2 separate regions of the Mus musculus genome follow, and region 1 is linked to region 2. A link is a contact called in public Hi-C data. All regions are on one chromosome and are shown on one strand. The core of a region is the stretch at or near the end of the contact, and the rest is flanking DNA. Distances in the headings are between cores, read along the strand shown.

Region 1 (6,352 bases), core at 3,455-5,954, 150 kb before region 2:
TTCCCTTTCAGAGTGCTCATGTGAATTTGTAGGAATTCAGCTGGTGTCTGTACGCCATGTCTCGAAATGTCGCTCCATTCATCTCCTGCTTCCGACGGGGTGATTTTGGTCCTGGGGTTCCCCGTGTGTCATTGAGCCGCTGTGCTTCACAACTGCTGTGTCTGCGTAGAGCAGATGTCAGCAACAGGTGTGTGCTGGTCGCACGTGCATGGATACAGGTGAGCCGTGACCGCAAGAGACACATGCACACTGCGCAGCTGGTATACATTCAAGTGCATGCATGTGCTTGATGGCTTTCTGTGGGGTGAGGCGGTAGTCCTGGCTGACTACCGGGCAGTACAGCCAGAGACACCTCCAGCCACTAGCCTCGTAGCTAGGGTGTTTGTAGATGTGTCTCTGTGTTCAGCAGCCAGCAAGACTGGGGACACAGCAAAGCTGCTGGACAACGTCACTACTTCTCAGCTTGTGGCTTTCCAGCCTCGGCTGACCCTCCTCCCTGGGGACATACTGCCTGGCAGGGCTCTAGCCCAGCTGCTGGCATGGACACAGCTCCAAGCACAGCAACGTTCCTACCGATGCAGCAGGAACCCGAAGCCCATGGAGACAAGAGGGCCTGGAGAGCCAGAGCGGGGCCCTGACTCAGCTGAGAACTCAGGCTGCCAACCCAGTTCTCTGCCCTTGGCCCTTTGGGTGGAAGGAGTGTTCTGTATGCCACAGAGGACCGTCCTGGGCAGGGAGCGTTTACAAGTGATGAAGATCTACAGGGACCTGGTTGGTACACGGGCCGTGCTCCTGCCCCATAATGGCCCTGTATCCCCAGTGGGCAGGTTGGGGGCCGTGGTGGGGACAGGGGTGGGGGTGGGAGGTACTGCTCAAGTGTCTGGGTACAGAGTGTGGCCATCACACGCTCACTTGGCAGAACTGTGTCAATTACTTGATGTCTTAAGGACTCTCAGACCTGGTGAGGCCATGTGTTGCCAGCAAGCCCCGCCTCCTGGTGCTCATTTTGAGTCTGGAATGTGTTAAAGGATCCCAAAGGCAAGTCCTCTCCCAGACTGTGCAGTGCTTCCCTGTCCTTCCTGCCCCTCCTCCATGGACCCCAAGGGCCTGTGCCCTTCACCCCTCCCCCATTTTCTAAGAAGGCCGAGCTCCGAGAAGAACTCCATGCCCTCATATTTCCACTACAAGCACCTGTTGGAGCAAGTCAGGGCGAAGTGTCGACATCTGGGTGGAGTCACCCACGCCGGACATCCCTCAAATAGCCGGTCAGCAATCCCTTCATCCTCTGCGCCGATCTCACCAAGCAAGCAGCCTAGCACAAACTTTAACCAGCCACCCAGTGGCCACGGGCAGCAGAGTCACTGAGGTAAACACACCTGTCCCTCCGAGTGCTCTGAGACTAGGCAACAAACCATTTTCTCACAGTTTTGCAGAGAGAGAGACAGAATGACGACATACGTGGCTCCCTGTAGCCATGACACAGCAAACCAGTAAGTGCCACACACATACCCATACACACACACACACCCATACACACACACACACTGCTTCAGGATCCAGTCTTGCTGATGGCTGGTCCCCACAGCCAATTCTCACAGTCCTTCCCCATCTGGGCCTGTCCACAGGCCAGACCTCCAACACACACACACACACACACAGAGGTGCGTATTCACAAATGTGGCAGAAAGACATCAGAGACAAGAGACAGACCTCAATCAGTTTCTTTCCCAGCTGGCTTACCTCCTGACATATGTAGAGTTCACCACCTCACCACCTGAGGTCTAGGCATTCAGCACACAGGTCTGAGGGCACACTCACACTCAAGTGACACACATCTCACACTCCCAGACATCATAGTGAGGTTTTGTAAATGTAGTTCATCAACTCTTCGTCTTTGGAGACAGATAGGGAACAAAGCCACTATTCTGTAAGCTGATAAAGAGGCAGCTTCGAGGATTTATCATCTGTGCTGGCTAACAATGGTGGAGGGAAATTCCACAGAGGACGTCAGCTAAGGGCCTGGGCAGTGGTAGCGCATGCCTTTAATCACAGCACTTGGGAGGCAGTGGTAGGTGGATCTCTGAGTTCAAGGCCAGCCTGCTCCACACGACCACCAAAGGGACACTATACCCTAACCATAGGTTTTCAGAAGACAGAAGACTGTGCTGGCTAGTTTTATGTCAACTTGACACAAGCTAGAGTTATCTGAAAGGAGGGTGCCTCGATTGAGAAAATGTCTCCATACGATCCAGCTGTAGGGCATTCTCTTAATTAACCACTGACAGGGGAAGACCCAGCTTCTTGTGGGTGGTGCCATCCCAGGGCTGGTGATCCTGGGTTCTATAAGAAAGCAGGCTGAGCAAGCCGAGGGGAACAAGTCAGTAAGCAGCACCCTCCATAACCTGCATCAGCTCCTGCCTCCAGGTTCGTGCCCTGCTTGAGTTCCTGTCCTGACTTCCTTCAGGGATGAACAGCAGTGTGAAAGTATAAGCCAGGTAAACACTTTCCTTCCCAACCTGCTGTTTGGTCATGGTGTTTTGTCGCAGTAATAGAAACCCTGACTCAGACAGAGACCATGCTGAACAGTACCACAGGCCATGAGTAATCTGGGAACTAGGAGAGCATGACGCTTCCTCAACAAACACATGGGGAAAAAAAAAAAAACAGATGCAGGAGACCTGGTGGCCATGTGCAGCCCTGGACACAGCCTAGACCCCAACCTTCAAGTGAAGCCAGACTGCTGACAGACAAAAGCCACAGCTGTGACAAACCTGGGGGGCGGGAGTGGGGGCGGGTGTCAAGCTCTTTTCCTGGAATTGATCATGGTATTGGGATTATTCTACAAGTAATTACCATCCTGAGATGCCTCTGCCCAGTGATCACCGAAAGGAGGAAATATGTCAGGGGTTGTATGGCAGGGGGTTGGGGCAGGGTGCCGCTGGTCCTTGGACAGTATTGGAGGTGGCAGGGGAGTTGGGTACAGGGTAGTTGCTATATGCTTGTCTATGATTGTGTAAGGTAATTTCATAATAAAAGTTCACAGGGATAAAGTTAAAAGATAAAGGGATCGCTGACTAGCTATTTGAGGGATGTCTAGGTGAAGGCAACTCCACCCAGATGTTACACTGTTACAGGAATGGAGAGAAGGCTCAGCCAGTCACACACTTGACTGTGCAGGCACCAGGACCTGAGTTTGGATCCCAGCACCCACGATAAAAGCCACGCACGTCTGTTACCCAGTGCTGTGGGGTGGAGCGGACACAGAGATTGCTGAGGTTGTCTGGCCTAGTTCCGGGTTCTGTGAGAGAGCCTGTCTCAAAGGAACAAGGCAGAGAGTGACAGAGTAGAATGCCCAAGGGCTTCCTCTGGTCTCTTCAAACACATAGGCTGGAACACATAAGTGTGTGCACGAACCACACACATGTAACCCCCCCCCCCCAAGAAAGAAGGTTAAAAATCAATTCCTGAAGACAAAGTGAGAGCAGGTGTGCCTGGGTCCTCAGCTCCTCTGACGCTTGGCCCAGGCATCCCTCAGAAAGGTTCCCAGTTCTGTCAGGCAGCATGCCCTGGAAATCCAGCCGGATGGAGGCACAGTGATGGGGACCGTGCAGATCTCCTGAGCAAGATCTGAGGCTGGCTTGAGTCCAACCTCTGCCTGTGATTGGTTGGGCCAGCAGCAGCCAGGCCTGCTTTTGTTATAGAGCCACTAGGCTTAGTTGGCCACACCAGGCTGCAAAGTCTGACCTAGGCACCCCTCCGGAGGCCTCCTTAGGTCAAATTTAATTTGAACCAATCTAGTCCAGAGGCAGATCACCACCAATCTATCTGTCTGGGGAGATGATATTTTAAATTTGGATCATTAAGGACTTCTGTAACTTCGGGAGAATGTCAACACACATCACTTGAGCCCCAGGGATACCTCAAGCCAGGCAGCCAGGCAGGAAGGCTTAAAAATACGCGTGGGAATGAGCAAGGGGCAGCAAACACCGGAGCTTCAGAACCCGTGTGAGGTGACGCAGCTCAGCTTCCTGGGCTAATTACATCTGTGGGTGTTTCTGCCGGTCCAGGCTGTTCCAGATGCTGGAAGAGTTCAGAAGAGCTGCTCGCCGGCAGTGATCACGGTAGAAAGGATTTAGTGAAAATCAAGGCAATCACCAGCCCAGGCAGCTGTGTGTCCCTTAGTTCTGTATAAGGCGTCACCCAAGCGACAGAAAGATAAAGGGACGTGCCAAACAGCCCCACTGCACGTTGCCCAACATATTACCCATCCATTAATCTTGTCTCCTCTGGGCCCCATGGCACGAGGTAGGGATCTTGTCTCTCTCTATTGAAGGGAGAGCAGGCTGCAGTCAAGATGAGGAATCTTCCTTGTGGACAGGATGCTGTCGGGGCTTCTCTCAGGTCTTTGCTACTCTGCGGGGTTGGGGACAATGACATCTCTACTATAGCGAAGGGTGTAGCCGAGCCCGGTACTGACCCTCTGTCAGCTTACCAGCACAGTGCTCACAGATGTAGTCCTGAAAGGCCCAGCCCACAGAGGGAGGGTTGGGCCATGGCGCTGAGGCTCCAGGGCAGAGATGCCAGCTGCGGGCAATGGCGTCAGACAGCTCTGCCTGCACAAACAGAGACCCACCGGGGTTCCGAGACGGAATGTTCCCGCCGCGGCCAGGATGCTGGGTGCGGCTGCCCTGCTCAGCTGCTTTTTTTGTTTATTTATTTGTTTAAGTTTTTCTTCTTTGAGTACAGACTTGACACGGAGGGAAGGGTGTTCTCAGGCTGCCAGCCACGGCCTAGGTAAACGCTTCAGAGCCTACCTGCCCTTCTGCCTGAATTTGTTTTGGAGAATCACTCGCTTGTCGTGTGTGTGTGTGTGTGTGTGTGTGTGTGTGTGTGTGTGTGTGTGTGTAAGCAAGCGTGCATGCACGCACACGAGCTCAGCATGTAGTAGCCAGAGGCTGATGCCGAGGGTGTCGTCTTCCTTGATGGCTTTTCCACATTGTTTTGCACAGGGTCTGCAGCTAGACCTTCAGCCTGCTGCTCTGGCAGCCAGGCCCGGTTCTGTAAATGTTGGGGATCCGAACTCAGGGCCGCATACTTGTGCGGCAATTGTCTGACTCACGGAGCGGTCTCCTCAGCCCTCGGTTCTGTTAAGTGACTTTACTGGCTACAGCTAATCCCTGTTCCTGCCCGGGCCCCTGGCAACCACCAATGTTGTTTCCTTAGACTGGCCTGCTCTGATATTCAGGGACAGTGGCCTCCACGCATGGTTCCTCCCATGGAGTGGTATATCCTGGGGACTTGACGGACCTGTACAGGAGGCGTTGCTTCATTCCTGTGTGACTGGTATCACCACTGTTTGAATGAACCAATGGTGTTTCTCCATTCAGCAGGCAATGCTCACTTGGATGCTCCTGCTTTCTGGTCATTGTGAATGAAGCTGTTGCATCTTTCCTTTGCTTCCTTCCTTCCTTCCTTCCTTCCTTCCTTCCTTTGCTTGCTTCCTTTCTTTTTATTTATTTATTTATTTTTTGATCTTTGGTTTTTAAGACAGGGTCTCTGTGTAACAGTTCTGGCTGTCCTGAGATTTACTGACTAGACCAGGCTGGCCTCCAACTCACATGGATCTGCCTGACTCTGCCTCCTGTGTGCTGGGACTAAAGGCGTGGCCGCCACGCCCAACTCTAGGCCATTTTTGAGCTTCTCTTTAAGCAGGCATGCTTTCCTTCCTCTTAGGTAGATGCTGGGAACGGATGACTTTAAGTGAAAGTATATTTCGGGAGGTACACCAGGTGTGCCCAGGGTACAAGATTTAAAAGGGCCAGGTGTGGTGGCGCACACTTTTAATCCGAGCACTTGGGAGGCAGAGGCAGGCGGATCTCTGTGAGTTTCAGACCAACCTGGGCTACAGAGTGAGTTCCAGACCTGAAAAGCAAGATAGTGTCTAAAATAAACAAATAAACAAACAAACAAATAAATAAATACAACAGCAATAACAATCCCCACTCCCTCCACACACACAACAAGGCAAAAACTATCTATTAGCAAAAAGGCACTGAGCCTCATAAAAGATGCCTGAATTTGGGTTATAGAAAGTAGAGTTAGGTCAGAATTAGAGTCTTTGGAATTAACCCCACGAAGCTCATGGAAATTGAAAAGGAGAGTTCAGGCAGAGTGAGTCAGGCTGGAATCTGCTCAGCCCCAGGGAAGGTGGAGGAGAGACCCTGGAGGGACGGGGGAGGTAGAGTCAGTCACTGACCCAGGGCTGTCTGCTCTGTTTCAGAGTCTCGCTTGCTTAGTGATGGTGCCAGTGTCTGCAAGCATTAGCAGTGTTGTGGCTGTGTGAACATCATCA
Region 2 (6,524 bases), core at 2,442-4,941:
ATCCAGAGCTCTTGGGTGGGCGTGGCATGCATGCATACCCCACCAGAAGCATCAAGAAGCTTAACTAATTTGCAGCTATATGGCATCTTTCTTTCTTTTCCTGGTTCTATGATAATATTCTCTGGCAGAAGCAACATCAAGGAGAAAGGGTTCATCTTGGCTCACAGTTCAAGGCTGCACAGTCCATCATGGCGGAGGAATCAGGGCTGCAGGAGCTTGTGGGGGCTGATCCCATGGCATCCACAGTCAGCATGCAGAGAAGAATGAAAGCTTATGTTTAGCTCAGTTTCTCCTTTTGTACACAGTCCTAGATCCCTGCCCAGAGAACGACCCCTCCTACAAATAAGATGTGTCTTCCCACTTAACCTAAGCAAGAAATTCACAAGCTTGCCCAGAAGCCATCCTTCTCTGGGATGCTAACAGTTCATGTCTGGTGTGATTCTAGTTCATACCAAGCTGATAATTAACACTATCATAACCCCAACTTGACACCCAAAGTCATCAGCTTTAAACCATAACTTCCCACCCCTGATCCTCTTAGACTATCGCTGCCTTAATAATGTAACATGCATCCAGTCCAACTTCAGATATCCCCCAACAGTTTAAATGTCCAAAGTCTCTTAATTGTATTGTTATGAATGAGAAACTAGCTACCCCTGTATTAGCTTCTTTTTCTGCTGCTGTGATAAAAGGCAGCTTATATGGGCTGGAGAGATGGCACAGTGGTTAAGAGCACCGACTGCTCTTCTGAAGGTCCTGAGTTCGAATCCCAGCACCCACATGGTGGCTCACAACCATCCCTAATGAGATCTGACGCCCTCTTCTGGTGTATCTGAAGACAGCTACAGTGTACTTAAATATAATAATAAATAAATCTTTTAAAAAAAGGCAGCTTATACAAGAAAGTGTTTATTTGGAGTTTACATTTCCTGCGCTGTAAGACTCTATGACCCTGTTAGTAGGGAATACAGCAGCAGGCAGGCAGGCAGGCAGGCAGGCAGGCAGGCAGGCAGGCAGGCAGGTATGGCTTTGGAGCAGCAGCTGAGAGTTCACATCCTGAACCACAAGCAGGAGGCAGAGGAGAGCTAAGGAGAATGGTGTGGCTCTATTAAAACTTCAAAACCCTCCCCCAGTGACACACTTTCTCCAGCAAGGCCATGCCCCCTAGTCCTTCCCAAACAGCCTCCCACTGGGGAGGAGTATTCAAGTGCCTGAGGCTTATGGGGACATTTCCTTCAAACCACCACACTTCCAGCATATAATGCTACAAAGTGAATATTCCTATTCCAAAATGGAGGTATGGAGGTACAGCAAGAAATGATCAACCCAAAGCAAGACCAAAAAACCCAGCCCAGAAAACACAAACCCTGCAGCTCCGTGCTCAGCATCTGGAGTTGTGACGGAATCAGATGGGTTCCAGAAGGCTTGAGCAGCCTGCTCTGCCTGTCAGACAGCGGACACATGAATTCTTCCCTGGAATGGCCCACTCCATGCCCACAGTTCTTAACAAATGCCCCATGATCCTGACATCTTCAGTCTCCTTGGGTTTCCAACAGCAGCCTGGGCCTCATCTCAGAACTTCATACAATGGCCTCTCAAGGCCTCCTCCTCTCCATTCTCGAGCAGCTACATCCTGAACACACACACATATGCAGACACACACAAATATGCACACATAGAGTTACACATATATACACACACATATACACATACACATACAAACATACACATATACACGTGCATATATGCAGACACACAGAGACACACATACACACCTCTCCATTCTAGAGCAGCCATACCCTGCACACACAAACACACACATACACACCCACATATACACATCTATGCAGACACACACAGAGACACACACATATGCACACACAGAGAGACATATATATATGTTATATATATATATATGTATATATTCACACATATGCATACACACGTACACACACAGACACACACATATATATAAACGTACATATATACAGACACACATACATACAGATACACATACACATGTACATATTTACAGACACACACAGAGATACACATGCACGCATACACAAACACATGCACAGACACACATGCACACACACAAACATGCACATACACAGAGAGACACACACACTCTTTAAAAGCCAATGAAAAGGGCATGTGTCTGCCATGTCCTCCATATCTCTTTGGTTGCTGGTACTTTACTGGGGAAGCCACAGGAAGCTTGTGGGGAACAGGAACTGGAAGCTTGGTCACTCGATGGGCCACATACAAACAAGCAGTATGACGAGCACCCTTGTCTTGTTCACACAATGAGAAGAGACATCCAGGTTTTGTTCTGCTTCCTGTAGCATAGTGGGCATCTGGGGTCCCCTCGGCATGCAAAGGAGACCCTTGGAAGAGCACAGAGGCTCTTCCTATAGGACCTGTTCTATAGGAGCTGAGTTCCTGGTCCTGGAGGTAGTACCGGCAATCCACCCAGGGGCAGTGTCAGGCTACAAGGACTGCAAGAAACCTGTCCTTGGGAAGGGGATCCCAACAGTGGAGCGCCAACATGTATCTCAGAGCACACAGGAGGTTGATTCCATCCCAGCCTCCTGGGACCATGCCACTGTCCCTTGGAGTGTAGTTTGAGGCCCAGCCTTGGTCTACAGGGGAACTCTGTCTCTAAATTCTCCTTGCTCATACAAAGTTGGGGCTCAGGGGTAGCTTACAGGCCATCCTCAGTCTCGTGGCTGTGGAGTTGTCCCTGCATGCTCCCCCCGACTGACCCTTCCTCTAACCAGTCCATAAGGAGTGACAGAGGGCATTGCTTCTGCCTCCCACTCGGGTCCATGCAGGCAGAGCAGCATAGGGGTACGGGGCATGATCTGGGGTCCCATTCTGCCTCCTTATCTGGGGCGTTATTCTCCTTGGCTAGACTCTGCTTTATGATAGTGAGATTAGCCAGTTTGAGCTCTGCAGGGAGGCTTAGGGTGGAATGGGTGTGTGTGTGTGTGTGTGTGTGTGTGTGTGTGTGTGTGTAGGGGGTGTCCTCATCAGAGCCGGTCTGCTTTGCACACTAATGTGAATGAACTCTAGAGAAGAAAGACCCAGCACTTGGGGCTGAGCCCAGAAGCTATGTTTAGCAGCTTCCCACCTGCTTTGCATGTTGAAATAGACCCGTGTTCCCCACAAGGACAAGCATTTTGGGGTCACTGGTCCAGAGCGATGCTCCTTGTCCCACTTGCAGAACAGAAGGCAAGAGTTAAAGGGGATGCAGCAAATGCTTCCCGTGCATCTATCTGCCGGTCCCAGGCCGTCTGCCAGGGACACAGAACTGCTGGCCTTGGTCCAGGTGGGTAGGGCAAGCACAGGCCTGGGTTTGCTGAAGAGAAGGGTGAAGACTATCACTATAGTTAGGAGGCACGCATGCACCTTACAAGGACAGGCCGTGGGTGCGGCTTCCTTGTCCTCACAGGGCACCCACGGACTCCTCTTGAAGTCCAAATTGACAGTTGGTGACAGAGAAGGCAGCAGGCACACTCCTGTGTCACCAGGCTCCTTCCCAGAAAGAAAGGGGTCTTTTCCTAGGCGAGTGAGCGGTGATGGAAGCTGTCCAGCTCCACAGGCAGCCTGCTATCTTAATGACTGGCATGTGGCCGCTCAGCAGACGAGCAGGCTGGCTGCGTGCGCGGAGCCAAGAACAAAGCGGGCCATTAAAAGGCAGCGCAGAAGCTCCCACGGCAGGCCTCACGCCGCGAAGCTGGAGCAGATGGGCATGGGCTGCCTTCCCAGGCCTCAGGAGGAACATCAAGGGCCTTGTAGCAGTCTGTCACCCAGGACTAGATGTCTGGGACCGACCTCAGCGGCCAGAGACTGGCCAGTCACACAGCAGGCTACAAAGTCAGTCTGAAGAGGAAACAGACGGTGTGATTTATCCCCAGAACCCCCCCACTGCATGGGTTCTGAGGGCCATCTTATTCATGGCTTTTCCCTGTCTCCATTGCCACATTCAATTCCTCATTCATTCATTCATTCATTCATTTCTCCATTCATTCATTCATTTCTTTGCTTATTCATTTATTCGTTCATTTCTTCACTCACTCATTTCTTCACTTATTCATTTCTTCACTCATTCATTTCTTCACTCATTCATTCATTTCTTCACTCATTCATTTCTTCACTCATTCATTCATTTCTTTACTTATTCATTTGTTTCTTCACTCATTCACTAATTTCATTTACTCACTCACTCGTGAAGCTTTTGATCAAAACTTATTATGTTACCCAGTAATATCTGAGATTCTAAGAACCCCTGAGCTATAACCCCTTTTCCAAACATTTGCAAGTAAATAGCAGGCACTGGGAAGCTAGTGAGTCCGACCCAGAGGAGGCAGTTAGGCCTTAAACCTAGCCAATGATCTTCCTATTTTTCCTGAAAGACCCAAATCAGAATGTTTTTTTACATTAATTCACGGAGTATCGATATTGGCACTTAATCCCTCACGTTTTAAGTGCAGAATGTATGTCAAACAAAGCAGACCTGTGAGCCCCACCCAGCTCCTGGTTTCAGGTCCTGGAGCCAGCTATGTTGTGAACAATATATAGAGAGAAGACATGGGCCCAGGTGGGTCTGTCTAGCACACAACCGTGTGTTGTAGTCCCTGAGGCCGGCTGGCTTAGGCTGTGGTTACAGGAATATCAAGAACTAACCCTACCCCAGAGTGCCAGTGGGCCTCAGGCCTCAGCTGCTGCTGAGATCTTGTGCCGAGTGAAGAGCAATTCAGGCTGCCTCCTAGAATACCTAGGACTGTGGAAGCAGCCAGCCACAGCTCCAGGTCTCCTGATACATAGCAGTGTCCCTGACACTCAGGGTCAGGCTCAAGCTTCTCCCTCAAGGCTGTCTCTGGAGTAACCTCTCTGTCTTATACAAGTAAGTTTTAAATGCAATCCTTCTTTGCACAATCTGCCTGGATTCTCCAGGAGGATGGCCAGTCGGTCATAAACCCACTGGAGAGGGCTCTCCTGCTCAGGCCTTTGTGTCTTGGACATGTCTACTTCATCTCTGGCTTGTTTGATAGGAGAAAAAGAAAGCAGGAAATTGGGCTGGTATTTCACGAGAACCTTCAGCCTGCATGGCGCAGGGCGTTTACTCAGGTTTTGTCTGAACCTACTCTGCCTGCAGCTTGAGTCGCACACAGAGCTAAAACAGGTGCTATGGAAGCTGGCCTGCCCCACCCACATAAAAGCTCCTCACTCTATTGCCTAGTGTCATTTCTGGAAGGTTTTTGTTGGGCTACTGTGATGCTTTGTATATGCTCTGCCTGGGAAGCGGCACTATTAGAAGGTGCGGCTTTGGGGGGAGGGTATGGGGAACTTTTGGGATAGCATTGGAAATGTAAATGAAGAAAATACCTAATTAAAAAAAAAGAAGGTGTGGCTTTGTTGGAGTGGGTGTGGCTTTGTTGGAGTGGGTGTGTCACTGTGGTTGTGGGCTTTAAGACCCTCATCCTCCCCAGCACTTGGGAGGCAGAGGCAGGCGGATTTCTGAGTTCAAGGCCAGCCTGGTCTACAGAGTGAGTTCCAGGACAGCCAGGGCTACACAGAGAAACTCTGTCTCGAAAAACCAAAAAAAAAAAAAAAAAAAAAAAACCCAAAACCTTATCCTAGCTGCCTGGATGCCAGTCTTCTCCTAGCAGCCTTCAGATGAAGATGTAGAATTCTCAGCTCTTCCTGCACCATGCTTGCTTGGATGCTGCCATGTTCCTGCCTTGATGATACTGGACTGAACCTCTGAATCTGTAAGCCAGCCCCAATTAAATGTTGTTCTTGTAAGAGTTGCCTTGGTCATGGTGTCTGTTCACAGCAGTAAAACCCTAACTAAAACAGCTACCATGGACAGGAAGGAAGCTGTCTGTGGGTGCAGTTTGAATGCCTGCCCTGCCAGTCTGTCATCACCTTGGGAACCTTGTACTGGAGTTCCCATGAGCTGCTAGAGGTGGGGTTGATTCTGAAATGTGTTTGCATCCTGTGGGGAAATGTGTCCTGAGTGCTCCCCATCTGGTGCAGCCACAGGATCACCATCAACGCAGTCTAATTTCCAAGATACTTGTGGTAGGACAGTAAAGCCATGAGGTCACTAGGACTTGGTCATCATCAGTGGCCCCAGTCAGAGCATGGTGGGACAAAGATACAAGTGTGACCAAAAACCACCCCAATTTCTACAGGGACCTCAGCTAGCATACCTTCAAAGGAGGACACTTGAGGTGCTGAGGCAGAGGCAAGACATGACCAGGGAAGGGTGATGAGCAAGGAGATGACTTTTTCTGCCTTCTATATGGCGGCACCATGTTGAAGGGCACTATCAGAAGGTGCAGCAGTTGGAGGCAGACCCTGGGACAGTCATAGGCTTTGCTAGTGAGTGTCTGGACCTCTAGTCTTGGCCGTCAGTGGATACTTCTGTTCTTAGGGTTTTATGGCTATGAAGAGACACCATGACCAGAGCAACTCTTATAAAGAAAAACACTTGGGTATGGATTATGGTT

The links. A called contact is a pair of places that touch in the nucleus more often than the background predicts.
Region 1: a contact with region 2 is called in a Hi-C map of the N1E-115 cell line, with 2.5 times the contacts expected there. The contact joins the promoter of 2310015A16Rik here to the enhancer-like site in region 2. A contact is called at or near these places in 2 of 484 Hi-C or Micro-C datasets (LSK cells and the N1E-115 cell line), 3 of 115 datasets of contacts at active chromatin or transcription factors (the HPC-7 cell line, embryonic stem cells and pancreatic cancer cells) and 1 of 9 other capture datasets (embryonic stem cells).

Annotation. Positions count from the first base shown.
Region 1 is chr17:31,910,796-31,917,147 of GRCm38.p6, reverse strand. 2310015A16Rik (a long non-coding RNA gene) reads left to right here and starts at 4,704. Exons shown (of 3, transcript XR_876746.3): 1 at 4,704-4,794. Gm30571 (a long non-coding RNA gene) reads right to left here and starts at 4,683. Exons shown (of 2, transcript XR_385538.3): 1 at 4,493-4,683; 2 at 3,345-4,413.
Region 2 is chr17:31,764,143-31,770,666 of GRCm38.p6, reverse strand. No RefSeq gene overlaps it. Among named protein-coding and RNA genes, the nearest start is that of Gm30316, 32 kb to the right of the region's middle. Within about 2 kb of position 3,691, at least 128 of the 459 cell types and tissues checked have an H3K27ac peak or open chromatin away from gene starts, as enhancers often do. A contact at or near this core is called in the N1E-115 cell line, where this site is marked.